Regions from separate parts of the Callithrix jacchus genome. Here region 2 is linked to region 1. The links are chromatin contacts, called in public Hi-C maps. All regions are on one chromosome and are shown on one strand. The core of a region is the stretch at or near the end of the contact, and the rest is flanking DNA. Distances in the headings are between cores, read along the strand shown. Region 1 overlaps KCNJ11 (potassium inwardly rectifying channel subfamily J member 11). Region 2 overlaps USH1C (USH1 protein network component harmonin).

Region 1 (6,593 bases), core at 1,536-4,035:
GGCCCCGGGGAGCCCAGAGACCTGTGGAGTGCCAGGGAGGCTCTCCTGTGAATGCAAGCTCCCTGAGAAAGTTCTCCTTAGAAAAGGATGCACAGGAGGAGCTCAGGTGAAGGACAGAGCATCCTGCCTGTGGAAAGTGGGCCCTGGAGAAGCTGCATGAGTCCTCTCCAGCAGAAGGGCCAGAGGTACACATTAGTGGTGCTCAGGTGTGTCTCATGGTGAGATTGGCTAGAGATGCCGAATCCACAGGTGTTAGGCCTGGGCAGGTTCCAATATGAGATAGTCCAGTTTTTCAAGACTTTCACACAGGAAGAGGGTGGCCTGGCTTTGCTTCCCTGTGAAGTTCAGGACTGAGGCCCAGGACACATCTCACACCATTGATAAGAGTTAGGGACAGATGGGTGGCAGATGTGCCCAGTCAGGCTGCTCTGACGCCTGACTGGCTGGGAGAAGAATAGCCTGGAAGGCAAAAACCCCAGTCTTCCTGTGAGAAGGGGTAAGATGGCAGGCTCACCATGCACGTGGGCCGGAGAAAGTGCTAGGGAGGTTGTTCTGACACCATAGATGATTTGGACGTAATCTAGGCAGTCACAGAACAGCCAAGCCTGCTGTCAGTTTTGAATCTGGGATCTCAGGGAGGCCCAGGGGCTTCCTGAGTTCCACCTTCCCTCTTGCCCTTGGTCTGGAGACAACTTTCTCCCTCTGGTGAATTTGACACTTAGAACAAGGTACAACCCTACTAAAAGCTGGAGCTCAGGTCACTGGGACAGTGTGCTGTGGGGAAGAGGGGGAGGGAAGAGCAGGGCTCTGGCATTAGATATAGTCAGACTGAAATCTTGGATCTGCCTCTTACTAGCTGTGAGATCTTAGCAAATTACCTCCTGCTATAGGCTAAATGTCTATGTCCCCCTAAAATGCATATGTGAAATCTGAATGCCCAAGGTGATAGTATTTGGAAGTGGGGCCTTTGGGAGATGATTAGGTGATAAGGGTGGAGCCCTCATGAATGGGATTGGTGCCCTTATATAACAAGGCCTCAGAAAGCTCCCTCACACCTCCCACTTTGTAAGATTACAGGGGAAAGACAGTCTATTTAAGAAGCAGACCTTTGGCTGGGCACAGTGGCTCACACCCGTAATCTCAGCACTTTGGGAGGCTCAGGCGGGTGGATCACGAGGTTGAGAGATCGAGACCATCCTGGCCAACATGGTGAAAGCCCATCTCCACTAAAAATACAAAAATTAGCTGGGTATGGTGGCACATGCCTGTAGTCCCAGCTACTTGGGAAGTTGAAGCTTGAACTTGAGAGGCGGAGGTTGCAGTGAGCCAAGATCACACCACTGCACTCCAGCCTGGACGACAGAGCGAGATTCTGTCCACCCCCCACCCCCCAAAAAAGCAGGCCTTCAGCAGACATTGAATCCACTGGAACCTTGATCTTGGGCTTCCTAACCTCTAGACTGTGAGTAATAAACATCTATTGTTTATAAGCCACCCAGTCTATGGTATTTTGTTATAGAAGCCTGAATGGTCTAAGACACCAACCCTTCTGATCCTGTTTCCTCATCTGCAAACTCAAAGGAGAATGGTGCTTCTCTCATAGTCCTGCTGGGCCACAGTGACACACAATACTTCCCTTCTCCTTTCAGGGGCCCTGGAGCGAGCCAGCTCTGCACACAGCGTGTGGACAGGCCAGGCTGCTTCCTCTGCTGTCATGTGATGACTAACAAATGAAGTCCTGGAGGCAGAATATCAGAAACAAAATTACCACAGATGTTCTGGCTGGGCTGAGTGGCGCTCAGGTGAACTTCTTTGTCCAGTTGAGGCCAGTGCCATAGAGAAAGGTGCCCCAGGTGGAGGTAGCGCCATCAGTGGGCAAGAACACCTTTGCAGAGAAGAGACTTGGTTGAACTGTCTCTCTATGCCTGGCGCTTTCCAGCCCCTCCCTGGACTACGCTTAAGGCTGGAGGTCTCCCTCAGAGTTGGTGGAAAACCTAGGACCAGGGGCCCTGATTTTCTCTGCTGAAGTAAGTCTTCTCCGTGGCCAGCAGGTGGCGCGAAGCCCTCAGTTCTGTGGACTTCAGACTCTCAAGCAGCCTTAAGGTCTGTGATGGGTGGAGGAAGGTTACTATGGATGGGGCTCCAAGGATGATGCCAGCAGCTCCTCATTAGTGAGTCTGGCCCTTCTCCTTGGCCTTAAGGGCAGCTGAGCAGAGTCCCAAGAGCCAGGCTCCTAGAATGCTGGGCTGACTCTGAGTAGCTTTCCCCCCATCACCCTCTAAACCAGAAATGGGTCAGCTCTGCAAGGAAAGGAATCAGTGCTGGAGACTGGGTGGGTGCCAGAGAGGGCAGCTCAGACCAGCAGTGGCAACTTCCTGGCCCCTTGGCCATGCCTCTGGAGCCACCTGGGACAGACCCTCACTGATGCCCTGTCTGCAGGCCTCACACTGTAGCAATAACCCTGGATTTTTGTCCTGTATGCCATCCATCTCTCATCCATTCATTCATTTGTTCATTCGCATAGCACCTATGCAGTGTAAGCCAGCCACAGTGCTGAATCACAGTCCCTGACCTCAGGAAGCCATGGACTTGGGGATGGGGAGGCAAACCCCTAAATGCAGGCAGAAGGAGAATGCCCATAGTGCAGGGGAAGGAAGGGAACTTCACTTTCCAGAGAAATCAGGGAAGGTTTGGAGGAGGCATCATTCGGCCTGGATTTTTATGGATTTGACAGACAGAGAGGAGGCCTGGGAGGTCTAGGCCAAGGGAATAACACAAGCAAAGGCTGGGAGGTAGGGAGCTCAACATTACGTGCCAGGAGGGATAGGACGGTGAGGGAGACCAGGTCATAGGCATTGTCACAGCCCCAAAAATCATGGTCTCAGCTGGGAGGGGGCACCATGGGGAAAGAAAGACCCGGCAAAGAAATATGACCAAGGGCAAAATGAAAGCACCATCTCTCTTTAACGCTTGTTTGGCCAGTTTTCCCATCATTTAGCTGATTCAGCAGCAATCACAAGAGTTAACATTTATTGAGCACTTACTATAGACCAGGCACTTAAGCATTTTACATATTTTTCATTTACTCCCAAAACAATTCTATGAGGTAGGTACTATTAGCATCCATGTTATAGATGAGGCAACTGAGACACAGAGAGATTAAATTACTGACAAAAGTCATACAGCTAGAGCCAGGATTTGAACCCAGGCAGTTGGCTTGAGAGTTAGTGCTCCAACGACTACATTAATGCCTATAATACCCCTCTCCTTGGGCACTCCAGCCTTCCAGCAGGTCCCTGGGAGTAGAGACAGAGCCCATGGCTGCAGAGCCGGGTGAGTGCCCAAAGGTTGAGTTGGCCAGACAGGCTGACAGGGCAGGGCCACCTGAGGCAGGAGAGGGAAAGTCCCCCTGAGCTGGGGGAAGAGGTGCCAGCTTCCCACTTCTCCCCTGGCCTCCCTGCTAGGGTCTATAGTGCCTCTTGAAGGGGTGGCAGCTGCCAGCCCTGCTTCCCTTCCCACCAGCATGCTTGCTGCCTCCCCAGCAAGAACAGCCCAGAGTTAAGGTCATGAGGGGGAGGCTTTATTGACAATGGAGAAGGCAGAGTTCTAGGAAAGTTCGCACAGCACTGCTGCAAGGGTCCAGGCGCGGGTCAAACCCCTCAGAACCTCAGGGACCTCACTCCCTCCCACCATCCTGAACCTTCCAACACCTTTTCCAGCAACCCAAAGACACACAACCCCAAGCCACTCTCTGGACAGAGTGAGTGGCAGCCACTGCTGTGGAGCCAGGACTGGAGTTGGGTCTGAGGCCCATTGTGTATGGTGGGCACAAGACCCCCCATCCTCAGCCTCTGGGGACAGGTGGGAAGTAGGCAGGGGCAGCAGCCTCAGCCTATGGAGCACTCAGTGCAGGAGGCTGATGTGTCAAAAGGCAGGGGCACTGCGCATCTCCACCTCCCTGTGCCTGAGCAGGGCTCCGCAAAGCTGAGCCTCCTCAAGTCACCTTCCCCTGCTGCCTCCCCTTCCAGCCCTGAAACTGGCCCTTGGAGGGGACCCCTGTCAGCCGCAGCCTGTCCCTGTCGGTGCAGACTCCACAGCTCCAACCCTTCAGCTGGAACGAGCTCTCTCATCAACTGCCCTCCCCTGCTGGCCAGCCCCAGCCCTTAGCCTGGTGCTTTTTCAGGGACCAAGGAGAGCTGGGGCCTGACCACAGGCATTTCTTGGAACCATAGAAGCAAAACAGCAGCCCTCAGGGGATTGTCCTTCCCCAGCCACCTGCCCAGTGTGTGGCTGGTTGATTGTCGGGACCCAGAGCTGGCTGGACACCCAGCTTTAGGGCCCATCACCTCCCACAGCCTCTGCAGCCTTGGGCGGGAGAGAGGGGTGAGCCAGTCCTGAATCGGGCTGGGAGGAGCAGGGACAAAAATAACTTAGTACAGGTTCCTGCTAAGGCCAGAAATAGCGTAGTGACAAGTGCCTTGTAACACCCTGGACGAGCAGCAGGGGGAGGCTGAGCTGAGGACGGCGCAGCCTCACACCAGGCCCTGGCTGGGCTACATACCATACCGCACAGTCCGTGTGCACACGCAGGTGGGAGGGGGCCTGAGAGACCATGGCTCAGGACAGGGAATCCGGAGAGATGCTGAACTTGGGCTTGGACTTGGCCATGGCCACGCTGCGCTTGCGCAGGGGTCCGCGGGCTGAGGCGAGTGTCAGAGCTTCCAGTAGGCTGTGGTCCTCATCAAGCTGGCGGGCCGTGCAGAGTGGTGTGGGCACTTTGATGGTGTTGCCAAACTTGGAGTAGTCCACAGAGTAGCGTCCGTCCTCCTCAGCTACGATGGGGACAAAACGCTGGCCCCACAGGATCTCATCAGCCAGGTAGGAAGTGCGGGCCTGGGTGGTGATGCCGGTGGTTTCCACCACACCTTCCAGGATGACGATAATCTCGAGGTCCTGGTGGTGGTGCAGGTCACTGGGCGCCAGGTCGTACAGCGGGCTGTTGGCATCGATGACGTGGTAGATGATCAGCGGGGCCACTAGGAAGATGCTGTTGCCACCCACGCCGTTCTCCATGGGGATGTCCACCTGGTGGAGGGGCACCACCTCGCCCTCGGGGCTGGTGGTCTTGCGCACCACCTGCATGTGGATGGTGGCACTGATGATCATGCTCTTGCGGAGGTCACCCACACGCAGCATGAAGCAGAGGCGGCCGTGGCGCAGGGCGATCACCGCGTGCTTGCTGAAGATGAGGGTCTCGGCCCTGCGGTGGGCCTGGGCAGTCTTCATGAAGATGCAGCCCAGCATGATTGCGTTGATCATGAGCCCCACGATGTTCTGCACGATGAGGATCAGGATGGCAAGCGGGCACTCCTCAGTCACCATGCGCCCGCCAAAGCCAATAGTCACTTGGACCTCAATGGAGAAAAGGAAGGCAGATGAAAAGGAGTGGATACTGGTGACGCAGGGCTCAGCAGCGCCCTCCCTGGGGGCCAAGTCGCCGTGGGCGAAGGCAATGAGCCACCAGGCCATGGCGAAGAGCAGCCAGCTGCACAGGAAGGACATGGTGAAGATGAGCAGCGTGTGTGGCCACTTGAGGTCCACCAGCGTGGTGAACACGTCCTGCAGGAAGCGGCCCTGCTCCCGGATGTTCTTGTGGGCCACGTTGCAATTGCCTTTCTTGGACACAAAGCGGGCCCTCCGCTCCCGGGCACGGTACCTGGGCTCGGCAGGGTCCTCTGCCAGGCGTGTCAGCACGTACTCCTCGGGGATGATGCCCTTGCGGGACAGCATGGCTCCGGTGACCCCCGGGGAGGGGCTTCCCCCATCGGAGGCACCCCTCTGATGTGGCCTAGGGCCTCACTGCGGCGTTCTCTCCGTGGGCTCCCTCTCAACCTGAGGCCGTGCTTAGCCTGGGCTGGCCTCACTTCCGAGATGCCTCCCCACCAGATTCTGCCTCACTTCCACCTGGGTCCCGCTTCACTTCTTAATACCAGCCTCATCCTTGAGCCCACCTGCCTGCCGCCTAGACAGCCCCCAACCCAGCCGGCTCTCCACCTGGCCCTGGGTCCCCGCCCAGCTCCCCCCACCAGCTGACCACCCCTGGGCCTCCCGCTGAGAGCCGTTCTCCCCGCCCAGCCTGCCTTCTCAGCCCAGATCAGAACTTAACACCTCCGGATCTCTCCCACTAACCGGACCTCACCCCCAGCCCACGGGTCTCCCGCCTCACCCGCCTGGACCCCGGGATCCCAGGCTTCAGCTCAGGTCCTGGCCACCCCGCCCCGTCTCCCCTCCAGGTGCTCCCCCTAAGTCCTACTCCACCCCTCCCGGAGCGCCCCCGCGGCTCTCCGGACCTCCCTCCAGCTTTCGTCCTCGCTGTCTCCTTGGGATCCTGCGTTCTCCGGAGTCACCACCCAACCAGGCTCAACTCCGGGTCGCCGGCCCCGCGTGCGACCTGGCCAGGCTGACTCCGAGCCGCGGCCTCCCGGTCCCCACAGCCCGCCCGCCCGCGCCACGGCCCCGGCTCAGCGCCTGGTCCCGGCCCCGCCCGTCGCCGCCGCTGCACCTGCTCCTGCTCCTCACGCCAAGGCAGTCGC
Region 2 (6,593 bases), core at 1,077-3,576, 130 kb after region 1:
GGTGATCCACCTGTCTCGGCCTCCCAAAGTGCTGGTATTACAGGCGTGAGCTGAATCTTTGTATTTTTAAATAAAGGGAATTCATGCACTGATGATAATGGCCATGGATGCCCACTTGTATTTCCTGGGGACTTGGTGTTCCAGCTGCTGTGAGACAAAGAGTCTCTCATGGCTCTAGACAAAATGATGATGGGTTTTCAGAGCCAGCATGAGGGGCAGGGTTCTGTTGTCCTTTCAGCTGTCAGTTACATCCATGGCCGGTCAGTTACAATATTCCTTTTGGTCCAGACTGAGAGGGGAGGCAGATGGGGTGATTGTGCTATTGATTCTACCCAGAAGCAATTTTTCTCTTTTTTGGAAGTAAAAATGAAAACCAAAACGCCAGCTGTTTCTGGAGTAAGTAGACTAAGGGATGGGGGAAAGGCTGCCCTCACTATCACCAGCGCTTGAAAGGACGCGATTTCTGATGGGAGGTGGTATGTGTGGAAGACTCTAGTTCTTTTACATTTACATGTTATCAGTACCTGAAAAAGATTTGATGTATCTGCCCCCTTTATTATTTTTTTCATGTAAAATCCTATGTGTCGTTTTGTGTGTGTGTGATTGTGTGTGTGTGTGTTTTGTCCTCTCTAGCTGAGTTCTAGTAGAGGCAGCATATAGAGAAGAATTAGAAATCAAACCCAGTGAGGCATCCTAAGCCACCAAAGTCAGCCTGTCAAATGAAACAGACGGTCTTATGAGACCAAGGCCTTTCTGAGGCCATGGCAATGTGGGAAGGAATTCCCTGAGGAACTCTTCCAAGTTTATTCAACGCGGTACAAATCATGATCTGTGTTCCTAGATAAAGACACTTACCTCTGTCAGGAAAAATATTACTGTCAGTTATCTTAATAGCAATGTGCTGGAGGAAGGGGGTAGATTTTCCTGGCACAGTTAATATTCCCATTTTACAGGCAGGGAGAAGTTACATATCATCAAGGTCACTCAGCTGCCAGTGCTCTAGTTTCTGGAGAGCCAACATCTTGCCAGCAAGTGCTGGTCAAGTGATAACATCCAATTTAGCTCACCCAGATTTATGCTGATGCCTGACTTCCAAATACCAAGTCATCTCGAATGTCCAATTACAGATATTAACAGCAGTGTTTTCACAATCAAATGTCAATGTGATTTAGACAGACATGGACAGGAGAGTTTTACAAGGCCTGGAGATATTGTAATAGGATTTAGAGAGAAAATTAAAGGTCCTAGAGATTGGAAAATGCATTATCCTGGGCACATGCAGAGAGATTCCTAGGAGAGGGCTGTGCTTGGTGTAGGCCTCTGTCCCGACTTGAGGCAGCAAATCCCCACCTCACCAGCCAGGCTGCGTCTGGCACAGCCGGTCTCATAACGTGCACTATGTACACCCACCCCGGTAATTCGCTCTGTCTGACCCCAGGCTTCTGGCCTTGGCATCTAGTTCTACTTGTCAGAGAAACACAGGAGAAGCTTCCTGCCCCTTTCCTGTGCCCATCAGCGCTGGTGCTGATGCACACAGTGCCAGATGGTACTTGGGCAGGTCTCATGCCATGAATACCTCCTCCAGTATTGCCTTTGCAACGGCACGCAGCCATTTGATGTCAGCCTGACACAGAGACACAGATGGGGTTAGCCTTCTGAGTGAACAGGCCAAGGCACACCATTTAGTGTTGACAGGGCAAGCAATGTTTGTGAAAAGCCAAAACCCACAGCAAACTCAGCAGCACACCAGCACAGCACCCAGCCCTGTCCTACCTTCCGGATGGTTGGGAATTTGCCATCGTAACGATAAAACCACCCAAAAGCTATAAGAACACAGAGAACAAAATGATAAGACGCAGCTTAGCTCCGTTCAGCCAGAGGGTTCATGGGCAGCAGATGGGAGCTGGGTTCCCAAAGAATGCACGGCTTTGTGAGATGAACAACACTTGCAGATCTGACAGCAAAACTGCAACCTTTGTCCAACTGTCTGCTCACCTGGCCTCACCTGGGTTGCAGAACAGGCCTAAGACCACCTGAGAAAAGCCCTGGTTCCCAGGCCCTGGGTCACTCTCAAACGCCTCTCCCCAGTACACTGGCTTTAGAAGTCAGGGCCAGAACATCAAAGAGAAAACCCCTGTGGAAGGACACGCTTTTCCAAATCAGTCTTCACATACAAAGCCTTGTTGAAAGAGAACAAGGCCTTTTCTAGCCCATGTCTAGTCCCTCCATCCAAGAAACGGCTCGAGACAAAAGGGAGCCTGGGTGTCTGCCTACGACTGTTGTTCAACAGAACAAAACTGGCTTGTCTCATAGCGCAGGCCAAGTCCTCTGCTTTCAACACTGAAAGAGAAGGCAGTGGCTGGGGCAGCTCTGGGATGGACGGCTCCAGCAGGAGTGGGCAGGAGATGTGCTCCCAGAAAACACATCCTCATCCAGGCCAGATAACCAGTGCACCAGCCCCCTTCCTGCCCCAGGCCACAGCTCCACAGAGTAATACCCACAATCCGAAGCTCCCTGGGGCCAAGAGTGATGGCTGAATTACCCACCCCAGGCCAGCCTGAATGCTGGAACAAGATGTTGATAGCTGGTCCTGATGGACCAGCCTCCTGATGGACAGATCCTTAGTTGCTGGATCTGTGCATGGTCTAGGGGGTCCTGGGGGAGAGGCCAGAGCAGCAGAGGGGGAATTTGGGCAGTATCTAAATATTTGAGCCAGCAGTTCAGTGGTACTGGTGTGTAGCAGCTGATCTACTAGCCTGGCCATTGAGTCCTGTCCTGTAGGCTTTATATACGGTGCTTGGGCCAAGCCAGGGTTTCAAGGAGCTTTGTAGACTCCAGCAGTCACCATACATGCCGGTCCCCTGAATCCGGGTGTCTGTACTGCGGTCAGGAGGAGGTGGGCAGGGCAAGCAGAGCAGCCAGGCTAGGGAGCAAAGCGGGGGCGCGAACCTGCTCTCCCTGCTCCTCCGTGCCTCCTCCGTCAGGGTCATCTGCGGGCTCGAGCTCAGGCTCCACTCCCTGATCATCTACCCAGGGAAAAGAGGAGGGAGCTGGTGAACCAAGAGGGACTTGGGAGACCAAGAGGCCAGAGAAGCTTCTCAGGAGTGTGGAGACCTATGATCTGCTTCCTCCAGGGAAGCTGTGAGGTGAGGGGCAGGGGACAGAGTTCAGGAGTGCAGAGCAAAGGTTTTTTGCTCTGAGTTGGTGCATACAGTGCTTTCAATCTTGGCAACTTGAATTTCTCTGTCTGCACAAAGGGCTAACAACAGGAAACTCAGCTCTGAGGGCAGTGTGAGAACTATTTTGTAGGGTGTTGGGCTGAAGGTTGGAAAGTACAGTGAGGAGGATGGGAATAGCTGATAATTGCACAGGTTTGAGGACAAGGCGCTGCAACGGGAGAGCAGATCCTCCTGTCTTCTGCTTATCACCCTTGCCTTAGAGCTCTGGGTCCTCAGGGGATGTCTGAACAGTCTGGGCAGCAGATGGAGGCTGAAGGTCCTGAGGAGGTGGGGATATCCCAAAAGGTAAAAGGGGTACATGTGGTTAGGAAGACCTGAATTTTGACATAATGTGGAGAGAAGAGCAAACCCTCCTTTCCAGCTGTTCCGGCTTGGACTCTGGCCTTCCTAGGACCCTGGAAGGTAGTGTACCAGTTTGCTTGTGAGCTGTTTTTTAATATTTCAAAAGCCTAACAGAACTTGCCCATTAGCTTATGCAAAGGCTGTTAAGTTCTTTTACTCTTGGCTCAAATTACATTTACCCAACAGTGGAACCTGGATGCTCCCTTACTAACAAGGACTACTTAATAAAACAATGGAACACAAACAATTATTTAATAGTTTGAAAGGAAAATAACCTCAACTTCCAAATCATGGAGTCTGTTGTGGTGGAGACTGGGAAGATAGTGATGGGGCCCTGGATAGGGAGAGAAAGTTGGAGATCTCTTATTTAAACCTCCTCATCTTTCAAGAATCCTTCAGCTACTGGATCCTACATCAAGACTGCCCCTGCCCCCGACCTCCATGCAACCACCCCTTGCTAAGCTAAGGAAAGGAGCCTCTGTGGTGGTTTCTCAGTCTTCAGGACTTGGCAAAATGTTGGGGTCGGCTGGATTAGCCATGGTAGGTGGGAAGAAGAAATTGTAAGAGCCCCCTGGGATAGGTTGGGGGGCAGTTAGCCCCAGGCATATCATTAGGATGAGTGACTTCATTTTGTAGATAAGAGATGCTCTATGCTCCTTTATTTTAAAAAATGCAGGGCTGATCCCTTGCAGGCACAGAAGCCTGAGTCAGGAATAACCTGTCACAAGCTAGGTCCCCAAGTTGAAGGGTGGTTGGGTAGGGGTTGGCTGGGGCCCAGGCCTGCTGGACCAACTCAGCCAAGACAATGCCAGCCCCCAGGGAACAGGGAATGAGGCAGGACGGGAGCTGGCTCAGGGACCTCACTGCATTTCCTGCCTTAGGTCCAAATGAGAATTAAATTGCCGGTGCATACCGAGATGGATGGAGGCGGCAGCTGTCCCAACTCAGCGGGCAGGCGGGGGCCATCCATCCTGCGCTTTGTGGAGCTGCCTAAGATTACATTTACCTTGAGCAAAGGCAAAATTCTTTCTCTTTTTATTCAAGGAGCTTGATTTGGTTAAAAAGCACTAAATAAATAACCAGCTAGTGAAAGGGTTTTTATTTTCCATTGTTCCTGAGAGGGTGTGTTTGCTGTGAAGCTAAGACCCAATTTCTTGGAAGGTACCAAATTGACTAGGATTACTTCCATGAGAAGCAATTAAAATCGATTTCTCTCCTGCAGCTCCTATTTCACTGATAAGAACAAATTAGCTGCCCGTCTAAAACACGGATCATTCATCGGGAACTTAGTTCTGGCCACATCCTCAACTGATACTGAATGTCACGGGGGAGGCTGATGAGAATGTGCTTTGTCCTTCTGAGAGGACCAGGGGATGACACTGCCCTGCTGCCAGGAAGAAATGTGTTGGGAGTTGTTTGCCTGCACCAGGGAGAGGTGAAATGGAAGCATCCAGATGCCCTGCACCTCTTCCTTGGTGCAAGTGGCCTGTATTGGCAGGTTGACATTCCCATAGGTTTTAGATGTGACCCAAAGTTGGGGACAGAGCTGTCCAGACCCCAGCACAACATGCCAAATGGCTGCCCCACAGAAGAGATGGGGAACCTGGGCTCTTGAATCCAGATTCGCCCCTAGCGGGAGGTTCCCAGGTCAGCTGAGCACAATCAGCTGGAGTAGGGCCTGTCCTGTTTTGACTATAAGTCAAAATAGCTGGAAGATGGGAGTAAGGACCCAACCAGCAGTCCTGGACTTGCGGTTGTCATGGCCCCCTTTTTCCTCCATCAGTGTGTGCTGTCTCTTAAAGAGGCATCTGGAAGTTGGCGTTGAGAAGGTGGTCAGGGAGCAGGTGGTAGAGGCCTGAACTGAAACTGGAGGTGAGGATATGGGACAGATGAAGAGAGGTGATAGTAAGGAGAGCATGAGCTGAGGCCCCAGGATAGCACAGCTGCAGCCCACAGCTGGGTGCCTGGGAGGGGTCTCCTAGTCCTATTTCTGCCTCCATCCCTGGAGTGGCATGACAGTGGTCCACCTACAGGGGTGTAGGGGCTGGAGACCCTTGGCAATCTCCTCCCACAGTTATGCATCAACCTTGGACCACCAGAGCCCTTCTCTGATGTGAGCTCCTTCCTCTCTTTTCTGCTGCTGGCTTTCCTCCCAACCCCTATTCAGAACCAAGTAGGAGCAGAACCTGGCACCCAAAACACTAGGACAGTAATCCCATGAGCTAGTTTCACTTTTGCCATGGCTCTTATTCCCTCTTCAGCAGCCTGACAGCCTGTCCAAGTCAGTGTGGGGACCTGGGAGCTGAGTATGTGGAGCTGGCCCATGAACAAGGGAATCAGACAGATTCCTCCTACCTCGATGCCAGGGCAGATGACCCCTGACTCACAGCTGCTCCTCCATGAAGGAACTACAACCCAGAGCGCCCTGGGCTATTCACCTGGGAGGCGGTGGTGAGGGGAGGGGGGCCAGCATTTCTGTCTAGCCCCCTTAGTGTCTCCCCCCGGGTCACAAAACTTACACTTTGGCTTGCGAAGAGGTACTGGGTGCACCTCAGCAGCGATGGTTTTAGGCAGGAGTAGTTGTTCCTTTGAGCCCCAGTCTTCTTCCCATTGCTTCTTAAACTTCTCTTCCTCCTCTACAATCCTGAAATGAGACCCCCATGCCTGTGATTGGAGTCAGAACCCTCATAGGCCCACCTCCTGCATATTGGAGAGCCCCAACCAGCCTGGGAGAAGCCTGTGGTTCTACCCATGGTGAATCAAACAAAGCCCCAGAGCTTGTATTCTAAATTGAGTGTGAACCCCACCTTGGCAGTTACATGAGACTATGTTCCAGTTACTTTAATTTGACAGGCTTTACTATGAATAAAGGAGGACCCACCAGGGGATGAAAGAGCCAGGTCAACCAGTTCTGGAGACAGCCTCTGGCAGGCAACACTCCCCGAAGTACATGGGTGTCCACACACAGGCATGCATGGAGACGAGTTACTCACTGTTCTATCTCCTTCCGGT

The links. Hi-C and Micro-C count contacts between places; a contact is called where the count stands out from the background.
Region 2: a contact with region 1 is called in a Hi-C map of skeletal muscle, with 4 times the contacts expected there. The contact joins two enhancer-like sites. A contact is called at or near these places in 3 of 3 Hi-C or Micro-C datasets (induced pluripotent stem cells and skeletal muscle).

What each region holds. Positions count from the first base shown.
Region 1 is chr10:83,372,801-83,379,393 of calJac240_pri, forward strand. KCNJ11 (potassium inwardly rectifying channel subfamily J member 11) reads right to left here. Exons shown (of 2, transcript XR_013523340.1): 1 at 6,563-6,593. Among named protein-coding and RNA genes, the nearest start is that of KCNJ11, 3.4 kb to the right of the region's middle. Within about 2 kb of position 2,786, at least 4 of the 16 cell types and tissues checked have an H3K27ac peak or open chromatin away from gene starts, as enhancers often do. A contact at or near this core is called in skeletal muscle, where this site is marked.
Region 2 is chr10:83,507,500-83,514,092 of calJac240_pri, forward strand. USH1C (USH1 protein network component harmonin) reads right to left here. Exons shown (of 20, transcript XR_013523339.1): 13 at 6,575-6,593; 14 at 6,101-6,225. Among named protein-coding and RNA genes, the nearest start is that of USH1C, 27 kb to the right of the region's middle. Within about 2 kb of position 2,327, at least 4 of the 16 cell types and tissues checked have an H3K27ac peak or open chromatin away from gene starts, as enhancers often do. A contact at or near this core is called in skeletal muscle, where this site is marked.